2 separate regions of the Nomascus leucogenys genome follow, and region 2 is linked to region 1. Evidence: chromatin contacts called from public Hi-C data. All regions are on one chromosome and are shown on one strand. Each heading gives the region's core, a stretch centred on a gene start, on an enhancer-like site or on the middle of the called end of the contact. The rest is flanking DNA. Distances are from core to core; before and after follow the strand shown. Region 1 has its middle 34 kb from the start of ZNF169. Region 2 holds the start of PTPDC1 (protein tyrosine phosphatase domain-containing protein 1).

Region 1 (7,519 bases), core at 2,545-5,044:
TCTGTTGGAGTTTGCTGGAGGTTCACTCCAGACCCTGTTTGCCTTGGCATCACCGGCGGAGGCTGCAGAACAGCAAATACTGCAGAATGGCAAATGTTGCTGTCTGATCGTTCCTCTAGAAGCTTCATCTCAGAGGGGCACCTGACTGTATGAGGTGTCAGTCAGCCCCTACTGGGAGGTGCCTCCCAGTTAGGCTACTCGGGGGTCAGGGACCCACTTGAGGAGGCAGTCTGTCCATTCTCAGATCTCAAACTCCATGCTGGGAGAACCACTACTCTCTTCAAAGCTGTCAGACAGGGACTTTTAAGTCTGCAGAAGTTTCTGCTGCCTTTTGTTCAGCTATGCCCTGCCCCCACAGGTGGAGTCTACAGAGGCAGGCAGGCCTCCTTGAGCTTCGGTGGGCTGCACCCAGTTTGAGCTTCCCGGCAGCTTTGTTTACCTACTGAAGCCTCAGCAATGGCGGGTGCCCTTCCCCAAGCCTCTCTGCTGCCTTGCAGTTTGATCTCAGACTGCTGTGCTAGCAGTGAGCGAGGCTCTGTGGGCGTGGGACCCTCCAAGCCAGGCGTGGGATATAATCTCCTGGTGTGCCGTTTTCTAAGACCCTTAAAAAAGCACAGTATTAGGGTGGGAGTGTCCCAGTTTTTCCGGGTGCTGTCTGTCACAGCTTCCCTTGGCTAGGAAAGGGAATTCCCCGACCCCTTGTGCTTCCTGGGTGAGGCGATGCCTCGCCCTGCTTCGGCTCATACTCTGTGGGCTGCACGCACTGTCCTGCACCCACTGTCCAAAAAGCCCCAGTGAGATGAACCCAGTACCTCAGTTGGAAATGCAGAAATCACCCATCTTCTGCATCGCTCACACTGGGAGCTGTAGACTGAAGCTCTTCCTATTTGGCCATCTTGGAACCTCCGGCAGTTTCTTACAAAGCTAAACATTCACTTCTCATTTGACCCAGAAATTCCACTTCTAGGTATTTACTCAGGAGAAAGGAAACTTTAAAGACAAATGTTCAGCCTGGTGCGGTGGCTCACGCCTTTAATCCCAGTACTTTGGGAGGCTGAGGTGGGCAGATCACCTGAGGTCAGGAGTTCAAGACCAGCCTGACCAACATGGTGAAACCCCGTCTGTACTAAAAATGCGAAAATTAGCTAGGCGTGGTGGTGCATGCCTGTAATCCCAGCTACCAGGGAGGCTGAGGCAGCAGAATCACCTGAACCCAGGAGGCGGAGGTTGCAGTAAGCCAAGATCACACCATTGCACTCCAGGCTGGGTAACAAGAGCAAAACTCCGTCTCGGAGAAAAAAAAAAAAAAAAAAAGACTTGAATGTTCATAGGAGCTTTATTCATAGAAGTCCCAAACTGGAAACAAAATGTCCATCAACTGGTAAACAGATAAACTGATATATCTATAGAATATGATATCACTTAACAATTTAAAAAAGGTATTGCAGAAAGTCCTCACTTAACATCAATAGGTTCTTGGAAATAACAACTTTAAGTGAAATGACATATAATGAAACCAATTTTACCATAGGCTAATTGATGTATATAAGAGTTAAGTTCCTATGGCATATTTCTGTCATTAAAACATCATCAAATATCTAAATAAAGACCTCAAATACTTCTAATATTAAACATTGAAATAGAAGTGAGCTATACATACATTTGAGAAAGATTAATAAAAACAAGTAAGATCATTATTTACACAATTTTTGGTGAATCAGTAAGTGACAGTGGTCATAGTGGTGGTGGATTGAATCAAAGAATAAATGTTTGCAAAGCAAAAATTATCAGGAGCATCTGCTACGACCATGCAGTTCAAAAACAATCACAAATACAGAGGGCTTGCTGAGAGCTTTCAGACTGTTTTCTTTAATGTCATGCATTGTAGGATTATCATATACTTTACAGAAATTCTTTTAACAATAATTTGTATTGACTCATTCATCCACTTTCCAACCTGCTTATTCCACTTCAGGGTTGCAGGTGGCTGGAACCTATCTCAGCAGCTCAGAGTGCAAGGCGGGAGCCAACTACAGACAGGATGCCGTCCCATCCCGAGCCACACTCACACACCCAAGTTCACTCACACTGGGACCATGTAGACATAACAATTAACCTAGCATGTACATCTTTGGGGATGTGGGAATAATCCAGAATACCCAGAGAAAATCAATCCAGAAGTGGGGAAAATGTGCAAACATCACACAGACAGTGGCCTCAGCAGGGAATTGATTTTTTTTTTTCTCATCAACATTATAGTAAGACAATATTCGACAAAATGTTATTCTAGGATCTGCTGTACTTTGATACATCATACACGCAACAATATGGATGAACTGCATGATCTATATGCAAAGTGAAAATATCCAGACAGAAAAGATTACATTCTATTGCATTTCTATGATATTCTGGAAAAGGCCACTATAATTATAAGGGCAGAATCCAGATCAGTAGTTGTCAGAGGCTGAGGTGGGAGTGGGGAAATTAACTGCTAAGGACCACTAGGGAAATTTCTGGAGTGATGGCAATGTTCTACATCATGATCGTGGTGACGGTTACACAACTATATACATTTGTCAAATTATACACTTAAAATAGTGAATTTTTTATATGTAGATTGTATCTTTAAAAGCTGATTTTTAAAAAAGATATTCTTTATCTATCAAAATTACAGAGGCACATATCCTTGGGCCCAACAACTCCATTTCAAGAAACTATTCTTGAATACTATATCCGTATATTCTATGGATATACTTGCACGTGTAAAAATAATATGTGGGGCTGGGCATGGTGGCTCGTGCCTGTAATCCCAACATTTTGGGAGGCCAAGAAGGGGAGATTGCTTGAGCCCAGGAGTTTGAGAGTAGCCTAGGCAACATGGTGAAACTGTCTCTACATAAAATACCAAAAATTAGCTGCGTGTGGTGGCTCATGCGCGTATCCCAACTACCCAGGAGGCTGAGGTGGGAGGATCCCTTGAGCTTGGGAGGTCGAGGCTGCAGTGAGCTGTGATCATGCTGTTGTAGGACAAACCAGGTTCTTGTCACACGACCAGGAATGATTAGGCTCACAGACACTTTGAAGGGTGAGGGGGAATGGAATTTATTAGGCAGAAAGGAAAAACAACTCAGTAAAGTGAGGTGGAGTCCTGCTAACAGGCTCTCCACCTGAGTGATTGAATCCCAGGTTACCACATAGGAACAGCAGAGGCCAGGCCCCTCCTGCTACAAACGGTGTGAACTTCCCGAGGCCCCACCCAGTCCTCCCAGTTCACAAGTGGGCAATATTCAGAAAGAGTCAGTTGGGCAAAGGGTGGGCTTCATCTGGACCGGCAGTCCGGTTTTTCAGCCTTAAAGGTGGGGGTCGGGGGTCTGAGGGTGGGGGCGTGCCTTGGCTGCCTCCTGTCTCAACGCCACTGCACTCCAGCCTTAAGACTTTGTCTCAAAATAATAATAATAAAGTGTACAGGCTTATCACAGCATTACCTGTGATGCCCCACTAAAGGGGAACTAGGTAGTTAGGATTAGTGGGGATGGGAAACTGCTTTTGCATTCTGAAACATGAATGGATTCATTACTTTGTAAAAAACAAACAAAGAAACAAAACAAAAAAACCCCAATACTTTCTAGGCAATTGCCTCAGTCTAGGTATGATACTCTGGTGGCTGGGCCGACGCTGTCCTCAGCTCAGGGCAGCTACGTATTTATCACATGACCCCAAGCAGGTGATTTCCCCTTCTCATCTCCACATCTGTGAAAGATTTCCTCATCTTACAGCCTTTTCAGTTTCAAATCTCAGGGCATGTAGATAGGCTTCTCTTCTGGGACTTTGCATTCTTTGCTCTGAACTCTAGGTTGAGGGCACCGAAGGGCAGGAAGGATGTAGCTTCTGTCTTCATTGACCTCGACGGGGCCAGCCCAGGGTGGGTGCCTGAGGAGTTATTTGACAAAGTAACCACAAGATGGCAGCAAGGCTCTGTTTCCAGGAAGGGGAGTCTAAGCCATAAACTCTCCAATGAGGAAGCCATCAGCCGCCACGTAGTAATGGCTATTTGAGTTCTTGAAATGTGACTTGTCCTAATTAAGACTATTTTCCATGATGTGTTTATGACACACACGGTATTTTGAAGACTTCATATAAAAAAACTCATTAATGTTTTAATATTGATTATATATTATAATGATAATATTTTGAATATATGGGTTGAGTATCTCTTTTCTATGCTTGGGACCAGAAGTGTTTCAAATTTCTGATTTTTTGCGGGGCGGGGGGATGGGGGACTTGACACATTAACATTATACGTACTGGTTGAGCATCCTAATCCAAATGTCCAAAATCTGAAATGCTCCAATGAGCATATCCTTTGAGCATCATGTCAATGCCCAGTTTGGATTTTGGTGTTTTGAATTTTAGACTTTCAGATTAGGAATAGTCAACCTCTATTGGGTTAAATAAAATCAATATATTACAATTATTTTCACCTGCTTTTTATTCTTTTTAATGTAACTACCAGAAAATGTAAACTTACACATGCAGCTCACACTACATTTCTACTGGACAGTGTTCTCTTATAAAACCTTCCAGCAGAACCAGCACAGAGCCAAGGAGCTGATGCGCCTGCCTCTGCTCCCAGATGGAAAGCGACATGGCACATGGGTGTCACAGAACTTCAACAGAGCCCTTACCACAGAGCCAGTCCCAAAGGGATGAGTCACAGCAAGGGTCCAGAAAGCAACAAGGGAGCTTCTGACCATCCTGACTGCTCCTCCCCTTAGTTGAGTCTCACAGGCACCCACGTGGTAGAATCAGCCCCCATCAGGAGCTAGTAGTGCTGGCCACCATGCAGCACCTTACCTGTATTATCTCACTGGCCCCTCACATCAACCCTATTTCAACAAAGCAAGTGAGGATCAGAGAAAGGGAGATGCTGCCCAAGTTCAACCCATGAATGAGAAGAAACATGACTATCTGCATCATACTGCTCTTCTGGAGAGCTCACTGATGGCTCCCAGGAGGCCAAGGGAAGTACCTTCGCAGGTGCCTCCTAATGTACTGGAAATCTGAATCACCAGTCATCTCTGTTCTGTGACCACGGATTGTTTGTGTTTTCTGAAAGACATAAACTGAGTGGCTACTTCTCAGGTGATGCCCACACACTGGACAAGTCTGTGTATGGAATGTGCTGGAGGGAAGGCCAGGGCAGATTAGTGCCAGGCCCTATGCTATGCACTCTTATTATCTTACTTAATCCACATAGCACTCCTCTAAAGCAGGTGCTGTTATCTCCATTTTACAGCTATGAGGCATAGAGAGATTTCCATGTAGACAAGCGCAGAGAATGAGATCTTGTGGTCGTGTTGCATTCCAGAAGCTTTCTCAGGTCTTCAGGCTGCAGCATCTCAGTGGTATGAGACTGCTGATAGCACTTTTCTGATAGTGAGTGAGGCTGGGCCTCCCAGAGACCATGAGGGGAAGGACATGTGGTGGGAGTACTGAGAGTCTACCCCAGACTAACTATGGAAACCCTGAGACAGTCTGAGTGAAAACTGAGGCACGATGTCCTGCAGGGGCACAGGTGGCCATGTCCTCAGCTCTGAAACCATGTCTGAGGATTCCTAATTGCCTATTAAACAGGAAGTAGGCATCTTAGACCCACACTCATGGCCTACACAGTCCAGCTAATGTTCCAGTCTCATCTCCAACTCCCCCTTTTCGTGTACCCAACATGCTGTTAGATGGACTGTTTCCTTTTTCCCATATACACCATCATGCTTACCTGTCCCCTGGTCTTCACCCTCATTATTTTCCCCCTGGGAAATGCCTTCTACCACCCAATCTATCAATAGCCCTCTCCATCTTTGTATGTGCCCAGAATTCCAGGCACAGCCAGGGCACTCATGGGCTAAACATAACAATGAGGCATATTTGACACATAAGTTTTGTCCAGCACTGTTAGGAGGCTTGAATGTTAGTGTAAATAATCTGGAGTAGTAGAGAGAGTCCCTGGCATTGATAACGAAACAAAGGTCTTTGGACAAGGGAGAGACCTTAAAAGCATGGTGTTTTGTTTTATTTTGTTTTAAATTATTTAAGTAACTCAGTTCTCTTGGCATCTTGTGAAGTATGTAACCAAGGTGAGGCAGAAAACTCAAGTAAGCTATTGAGATACCACAGAATTCAGTGATGCTGAATGATATCTTTGGCATCACAGACTTGGACTCTAGCCAAGCTCTGATGTATACTGACCATGTGGCCTTGGGCAAGTAACTTCCGGTTTGCCAGGCACACACCATAAGCATGGCATTTCTCACAACAACCCTTATGGAGTTATATACTATTTTTATTTCCAGTTTACAAATAAAGAAACTGAGACTCAGGGATGTTATATTATTTCTCCAATACTACAAAGCTAGTAGGAGCTGGAGTCAGTAATTCATAGACCATATTTGTGATAGGCATAGCACAGATGCCTAAAGTGCCGAGTCAGGATATCTAGCACATAGAAAGCTCCAGGTGAGAAAAGATGGGCCCAAACCAGAAAGTGCAAGTACCAAAGGGGAGAAGACCTGGGTTCCATAGACAATGAGGCAGTACAAATAAACAAAACTTTTATCATTAGCAATAACAGGTACATGCCAATGTACATTTTACAGAGCTCATTCACATTCATTATTCCAGAAGAATCTCCCAAGAGACTTGTGAAGCAGACAGGGCACATAATTTTATCTCCATTATGCAAGTAAAGAAACTAAGGCATTTCTTATAGAAGGCAGAGCCATTTCCTGCATAACGTTTCCCTGAGGCTTTTCCCGTTGCCGTATCAGTCAGAACACTTGGGGTTGCAATGAGGTATATCAGACTCTACCCAGCTTAAACAAAAGGGGAGGCTTAGTGGAAAATGGGGATAATTATGCCAAGAGAAAAAAGCCAACCTGAAAATGTTATATACTACATGATTCCATTTATATAAAATTGTTGAAATACTAAAATTATGGAGATGTATATCAGATTAATTGTAACCAGGGATTAGGGATAGGGAAGGAAGGAAGGTAGTTGTGGCTAGAAAAGGTTAGCATAAATGATCCTTGTGATAAAACTGTTTTATATCTTGACTGTGGTGCTGGTCACATAAATCCACACATGACAAAATCACACAGAACTACACACACACACAAATGAGGGCATGTAAAGCTCTTGAGATCTAAATAATAGTGGAGGATTGTATCAATGTCAATTTCCTAGTTGTGATACTGTACTTACAGTTATGCAAGATGTTACTACTAGAAAAAATGGATAAAGAGTATATGTGATCTATCTGTATTATTTCACAGCTGTATGTTAATCTACAGTTATGTTAAAATAAAAAGTTTAAGAAACAACCCAAAACTTATAAAACACATGAGAAAATCTTTATGACCTTAAGTTAGACAAAGGTTTTTTGTTTTTCTTTCTTTTTTTTGTTTTTGAGACGGAGTCTCGCTCTCTGTCGCCCAGGCTGGAGTGCAGTGGCGCGATCTTG
Region 2 (7,519 bases), core at 3,117-5,616, 140 kb after region 1:
ATTAGTACACAGCTGCAGATGAAAGAAATTCTAATAAAGATGACCTCAACATTTTTGAGCTTCCAGCTAAACTGTGTAATTCAACTTTGTAGTTCCTGAGTGTACCTCAATGTAAATATTGATGAAAACAAAACTCAGTTGTGGAATTTTATAAATGACAAAACTATTTCCATAAAATGCAAGCACATAACCCAGAAAAGTTTATGGAGTTGACTGTGATACAAGAGAAAATAACACAATTCAAAAGTTTTTTCTAAATAATGATTTTAATAATTTTCTTGGCAAAACCGTGTTTATGGTTTGAACATCTATTATTGGGAGGTCAAATATTATACTTTTATTAGCTTATTAAATGGCTATGAATTTTATTTAAAGGCAATAAAAACTTGTTGAAATTCTTGCACCAATAAATCTACAGTGGTAATTAAATCCAGCCCTAATTAATATTTTTCTTTGGTGCACTGGATCATTCCTCTGAGAAAAAAGTCACTCCTCAAATCTCAGTGATTGAGAATTTCAAGTTCACTAAAATTTTACTTCTAAAAGCAATCTTCATATGTTCAAAAAGTACAAAATTTAAAATCTAAAATCCTATTTGATAAAGCTGTTTCCCTTCAAAAGAAATACAGGAATTAAAATCACAGGGGTGATCTGAAGTGAAATTAAAAAGAATGCTTCCTGAAATATTATTGTCACACACTGGGTATCATACTAATTAATGCAAAATTCTATAATGTGCATAGTATTTCAAATGAACATTACATAAAACCATTAAGTAAAGGGACTAATGGAACAAGTTGTTCCAGGAAATTCATTAGCAAAAACTTAATCTGAAAGGATATCATTAAGATTAGACTTAGATAAAACATTTTTTACCATATTTTAAAATTTGGACTATTTTCTTAAAACATTTGGATGAGAAAAACAATTATTACCATATTAGAATCATGGAATTTTGGAGCAGCTGGGACACTAGCCCTGGCTATTTTGTATATAAGAAGTTATGAACCATGTCCCAGAGAAGGTCCTTCCTTGTCCCACATGATACAGTATGGAGAGTGACAGAGCATGTTGGTGACAAACTTGGACCAGTCATCACTTTTTTTGTGAAGTTTTCCCTGCCCTCACTCTTTGCTCTTCAGCTGTAATGTAATGAAACATGTATACCTGACAGTCTCCCCTGTAGAACATGGGGTCATGAGGATAAGTTATGACTGGTTCACCTTTATGTCTCTAGAGAATGGAAAAGCCAGTATAGGTACCCTCGTGACACAACTGTCAAACTGAAATGGACCATACTAGACTGAGTTCCTTGAGTCTATTCATGTCTTGTTTATCTCTGTATCCTAAAGCCTATTGAAAACATGTCTAATATGGTTTGGATCTGTGTCCCCACCCAAATCTCATGTTGAATTGTGTTCCCCAATGTTGGAGGTGGGGCCTGTGGGAGGTGACTGGGTCATGAGGGTGGATCCTTCATGAATGGTTTTGCATCATCCCCTTGATGTTGTGGTAGAGTTCTCATGATATCTGGTTGTCTAAAAGTGTGTAGCGCCTCCCCGCCCTTCCTCCTGCTCCTGCTCCCACTTTGCCTTCCACCATGAGGCCTCCCCAAAAGCAGATGCTGCCATGCTTCCTGCACAGCCTGCAGAACCATGAGACAATCAGACCTCTTTTCTTTAGAAATTAGCCAGGACCTGACTCTGCAAATTCTAGCCACCTTGGCCACACTGAACTCTGCTCTCTGCACACCTCCGGGAAAGCTCTGTCTTAGTCCCCCTCCCTGCACTGAAGCCTGGAAACTGCCCCCAGGGAGACAGCTGATGCAATGGTAAACTCTCTGTGTTTGTTTCTCTTCTCTCAGAGATCTAGGTCCTCAGCTGCTTTCTTTCCAAAATCCAAAAGACATTTTCTTATATATGTTGTCCAGTTTTCTAGTTGTTTTAGGCAGAAGGGTATTAATAAATATCTAATTTCTCTTATTTCATCTTGGTTGGAAGTGAAAATCCCCTCTGGCCATCTTCAAATAACTCAAATCCAGGGAACTGTGAAATAGTGCCTAATATGCATTACCTATACATAAAAACATTCATTTATAGTCCAACTGTATATAACTGCTGATCAAAAATTCTATTTCAAGTATGTTAAACTATATTTTAGAATCAGAAGTTCTGTGTTTCAGTCTTGACTGTTCACTGTCAGCTATATGAATCATTCTGAGCTTCAATTTCTTCTATAAAATGAGGACTATAATATTTACTCTTCTTGATTGTTGTGAGGATGAAGAAAGGGGTGTGTGTGTGTGTTCCTACCACAACACCTGGCATTTAAGTATTCAATAAATATTTGTTATCTTACTTTGCAAACCAGTATCCGTAATCTTTTTGCTTTTTCCCTTCTTAGTCTGTACTCACTTCATTTCCCTCCTAGCTTTATAAGAATTTGTAAAGGATTCTATTCATACCTGTCCAACAGTCCTGTTAATACTAATGGGCTGCATGCAGTGGTTCATACCTGTAATCCCAGCACTTTGGGAAGCTGAGGTGGGCAGATCGTTTGAGCCCAGGAGTTCAAAACCAGTCTGGGCAAGATGGTAAAACCCTGTCTCTACAAAAAAATTAAAAAAAAAATTAGCCAGGCATGGTAGCACATGTCTGTAGTCCCAGCTACTTGGGAGACTGAGGTGGGAGGATTACCTGAACCCAGGAGGTTGAGGCTGCAACCTCGGTGAGCTGTAATTGCGTCACTGCACTCTAGCCTCAAAAACTAAAAAGAAACAAAAAGTAATGGCTAAGCTCCTTGGGTACAACCCCATGAAGACTCTGGGATTGGGTGGGAAATTAGACTAGAACAATTGTTGTTAAAATGGTCCCTGGGTCACCAATATTGGAATCACCCTAGAAGGGTGTGAAAATGCAGATCCTCCAGCCCTGTCGCTGATACTGAATCCTCATTTCTGGAGTGGGAGCTGAGATTTTGCATTTTTAAAAAGCCACAAGGTGGAATTCTTGTGCACTAAGAGGTCTGGACACAACTGGACAAGCTGGGAACCAACAGGATGAGTGGGTGATTTTGGAGCCACATAGACTTGGATTTAAATTCCAGTTCTTCCATTTAATATTAATAGCTCTGACTGTGACAAGTCACTCAAACCCTCTGAGCTTGTTTTCCCACACAGTAAATGAAATGACACTTTGTTGTGGAGATCAAATAAAATTGTGTGGACATATGTATGTGTGTATATATGTATGTACCTGTACGTGTGTGTGCTAACAGTGCCTGTTATGGAACTTCTATAAGATGATCTCTTGGAGTTTTCTGGCTCTCAGTCTATGAATGCTAGTATATTTTAATCCTTCCACATACACAACTATCGCAGGATCATCTGCTTATCCACCTCCCTAAAGCAGTGTTTCTCAACCTTTTCTTGATTTTCCCCCTCTCCTCCCAGGAGACGTTTTAGACATTTTATTTCCGAATCTGCCAACCCCATAAAATTTCAATGACATAGGTATAATGTATATCTGCTTGTTTTCAGGCTCTTTGGAAGGCCACAAAGAACGGTAATATCTAGGATCTTTTTGCCCCCTAAGAACACGAGCAATATCACCCATGTTGAGAATGCATGTCTGAGAGATAAGTGACTTGGTCAAGGTCACGTGACTAATTTAGTGGCAGAATTAGACCTAAATTAGAGGTCACAAACTGGCAGACTAGAACCAGCTTATAAATGTCTTTTGTCTGGCTTCCAATGTTTCTTCTTTTTTTTTAAATTGATTGCCAACATTTACAAATCAAGAGATTTCACATAAAAATCCCGATATTCAACTTCTCATGAGAAATCTGAGATCGCTCCGAGCGGTAGTTGAGAGAAAAATCTGAGATCGCTCCGAGCGGCAGTTGAGAGGCGCTCGCCACCCCAGAACGTGGGGGTTCTCCCAGCATCTCCCAGCCTGGTCCCTGCAGACATCTGAATGTGAGACCCTCAAATCCAAGACCTTTAAACTTTAGTTTCAAGCTCACGACCCTCAATGATTTGCCTCCAACCACGCATCACTTAATAACTAGACGTTTAAAAAAACAAATCTGAAAGAACCATACTGAGTGTGCGGCTAAACTAGCTGCGAATTCCGAACCTTTTCCCGCTCGGGATCCCAAGCCCTCGGCGCCGGCTGGGGTCAGCAGGACGCGCCGTCCGTGTCGCAAGTCGTCTGCGGTCGGGGGACCAGGGCGCGGCCGGCCGGGAGACGCTGCCCCGCGGAGGGTCTGTAGGTAGCGGGCCCGAGGGCAGCCTCTGCGCACCCTCACGGCGCGGCACCGATGCCTGCTGCTCTTGACGCGCCCTGGAGGCAGAGGCCGGGTCACCGGCGCTGCCCTCAGCGCGCCCGCTCGCCAGCCAATGTCAACCGCCACACGCCTCACGTGACGTGTGCTGGCCAATGGAGGCCTGAAGCGGACCGTGACGAGAGCGGTGGCTCTAGGCATTTTCCAACGGGCGGGGGCGGTGAGGGAACCGTGAGGGACGCTGAGGGGATGGCGCGGGTGCGGAAAGGGGACCCTAAGTAAGGGGACGGCATGAGCCAAGAAGGACCGCGGCGGACCTAGCTCCAAGCGCTCCCCGGCCACAGGGTCGAGATGAGTGAATGAAGAGCCACGAGAGCCCTGGAGCAGAGCGGACGGAACCCGGCGACTGGCCGCCTCTCTCCGGGCGCGCTTCCTGTGTTGTTCCTCCTGCTTCTACTGGTCCTATCGTCCCAACTCTTAACGGATTCGCGGCCCCAGGTGGTTCAGAGAAATCCGAGGAGCAGAATCTGGGTGAGAGCAAGACCCAGCAGTTTACAGAGTGGCTGACGGGGTTTGCCTGCGTGTAACAGGAACCCCCAGATTCCAGTATCCTAAACTCACGAGGGGCTTTTCCCCTCTCCCATAAAAGAAAGTGGGAGGAAGGTACCTAAGCTCGTTCGGCTCTGTCATCCGTACAGCCTAGCCTGGCTTGTGTCCACAAATTTGCGTTATGGGCCAAAATAGTAGTTGGAGCTCCAGCCATCACATCCTTATTTTAGAAAGGGCCTTTCTGGAAGTCCCACACAAAACCTTCTAACTACATCTTACAGACTCGAATTTAGCATCATGACCTCGCAGAGCTGGAAACTATAATCTTAACTTGGCACATTGATGCCCTTAAAAATCTTCTTTCCAAAATGAAGGGAAGAATGAATTTAATTAAGCAACTAGCAATCTCTGCTGCATCTTGTTTTTTCACCCTCGCAAGTGGTCTTGTGTCTCACGGCTCAGTAGAAATAAGTCCTTCCCCTGCATGTGCAGAACAACTCACTAGGCAAATACATACTCTGTGGCAGACCCTATACTGGATGCTTTACATATATTTTCACATTTAATTTCTCTAGGTAGGCATTACTAGCCCCATGTTGCAGATGACTCTAGAAGATAGAAATGGTGACAAACTGTGAATGCAGAGAGGCTGTTAGATTGACCAGATGGTCTGATACCAGTTGGCTGCAGACTTGCAAGCACATGGACCTAAGAATGTAATTTTCTGTGCAGAGTCCACAAAGGACACTCTGCCTAAAGCTGGCAAGAATCGACAAACAAGATGAAGATACCATACTGCCCTGTGGCTCAGGAAGCAGGCCCCATATAATACACCAATGCAAAAATAGTGTGACACATCTAAACACTAGTATGGTAATGATGTAAAAAAATGGTTTTAGTAAGCAACAGATGAAAAGAGATTTGAAAATGTTGACTTGGTATTTCTCAGCACTGTCCTACAGAGAACAGTGCCCATACTTGGGCTTGTTAATAAGTAATGGAGACCGGGCACGGTGGCTCAAGCCTGTAATCCCAGCACTTTGGGAGGCCGAGGTGGGTGGATCACATGAGGTCAGGAATTTGAGACCAGCCTGGCCGACATGGAGAAACCTCTTCTCTACTAAAAATACAAAAATTAGCCAGGGGTGGTAGTGCACCCCTGTAATCCCAGCTACTAGGGAGGCTGAGGCAGGAGAATTGCTTGAACCCAGGGGGCGGAGGTTGCAGTGAGCAGAGATCGCACCACTGCACTCCAGCCTGGGCCACAGAGCAAGACTCCATCTCAAAAAAAAAAAAAAAAAGTAATGGATTGGTTTCATACATTTAATAAACAATGTCTTGTGTATACTTGTGCTGCACTGAGCATTAACAATTCGAAGGTGAATTAGACATTACGCCTGCCCACAGTCTATGGGGAGACAGACAAGTATACAAACAATTAGAACACATCATGATAACAGTATTTGGGCGGTATGGGAGCACATGAGAAGAGTATCCAACCTGGCTGGAGAGAGGGAAAAAGAGGGATTTTCGTTAGAGAAGACTTTCTAAAGAAACGATAGACCTGAGTCTTGAAAATCAAGCTTGAGCGGATCAAACTAAGTAAGTGGAATGGCAGTCCAAGCAGAGGGATCAGGTAGTCTAAAAGCATGTTGATGCGAGAGAAGCCAGCATATGTGACACTGGCTATGAAGAAAGGGGGTAGAAGAACATATTGAGGAGTTAGTGTCCTGTCATGATGGATCATGTGTGCCATGCTAGGGAGTTTGCATCCTTTGGTCATAGCATCCACTCCTTCCCTTGCTTTGGGGAAATTATTTCTCCACCTTGTGTGTAGTCTTGGTGGCATTATTAAGATGCACTGTGTTTCCCCGACTAGTGGATAGATGGATAACCCTAGTTAGGCCAACCAGATTATCTGCCAAGGGTGAGAGGAAAAGTAGTGGGATAGGGAGTTGAGAGTGTTTAAACATGCCTCCCTAGGGAGGGGATGAGATTTCATTTGGATCCATGAAAAGATTATAAAATTGGATAGAGAGCAGAATCAAGGATAGAGGTCGTGTGTGATGTTTTCTTCAGCAAACTCAATAGCACAGAGTCTCTAGTTGATTTTCACATCTTACGACTGGATATAAATACTGTATTCCAGCCATTCGAAAGGTGTATTCTATAGCTATTAGGATTATATTTTGTAACCAAAAATTAAATGACTTTAGTATTTTAAATAAGCATTGCATGGGAAATCTGGACTATGTAAACCTCATTTCTCTACTGTAACTTGGATGGTTATTCCACAAATTTGAGTAATATGTGGGTTTTACTTTCATTCCATGTTTACCTAACAACCTTCTTGGAGTTCCAACTCAATAACAACAGGATTCCCCCGTGGAAAAAAAAATCACTGTATTATTTATACATAAATTATTTAGTTATATGTAAATTCTTTAGTTTTCTAAATTTCTAAGGGCTTAAAACTGTAGCATCATTATGACACAAAAATTACACATCACAGATAAACTCTCTTCCCAAGGTTTTGAATATCATTTTTTCTTTAAAAATGAAAATACATCTATCTTTATAATATACATGTTCATTGAATATAAGTTTCAAGAAAGGCAGAAAAGTATGAGGAATACACGTAGTGGTTTACATTGTCCAAGACATTTTTCTATGAACATTTATTTAA

What was found. Hi-C and Micro-C count contacts between places; a contact is called where the count stands out from the background.
Region 2: a Hi-C map of a lymphoblastoid cell line shows a contact between it and region 1, with 4 times the contacts expected there. The contact joins the promoter of PTPDC1 here to the enhancer-like site in region 1. A contact is called at or near these places in 2 of 4 Hi-C or Micro-C datasets (a lymphoblastoid cell line and an unstated tissue).

Annotation. Positions count from the first base shown.
Region 1 is chr1a:40,171,242-40,178,760 of Asia_NLE_v1, forward strand. No RefSeq gene overlaps it. Among named protein-coding and RNA genes, the nearest start is that of ZNF169, 34 kb to the left of the region's middle. Within about 2 kb of position 3,795, the one cell type or tissue checked has an H3K27ac peak away from gene starts, as active enhancers do. A contact at or near this core is called in a lymphoblastoid cell line, where this site is marked.
Region 2 is chr1a:40,313,458-40,320,976 of Asia_NLE_v1, forward strand. PTPDC1 (protein tyrosine phosphatase domain-containing protein 1) reads right to left here and starts at 4,367. Exons shown (of 10, transcript XM_012500628.2): 1 at 4,137-4,367.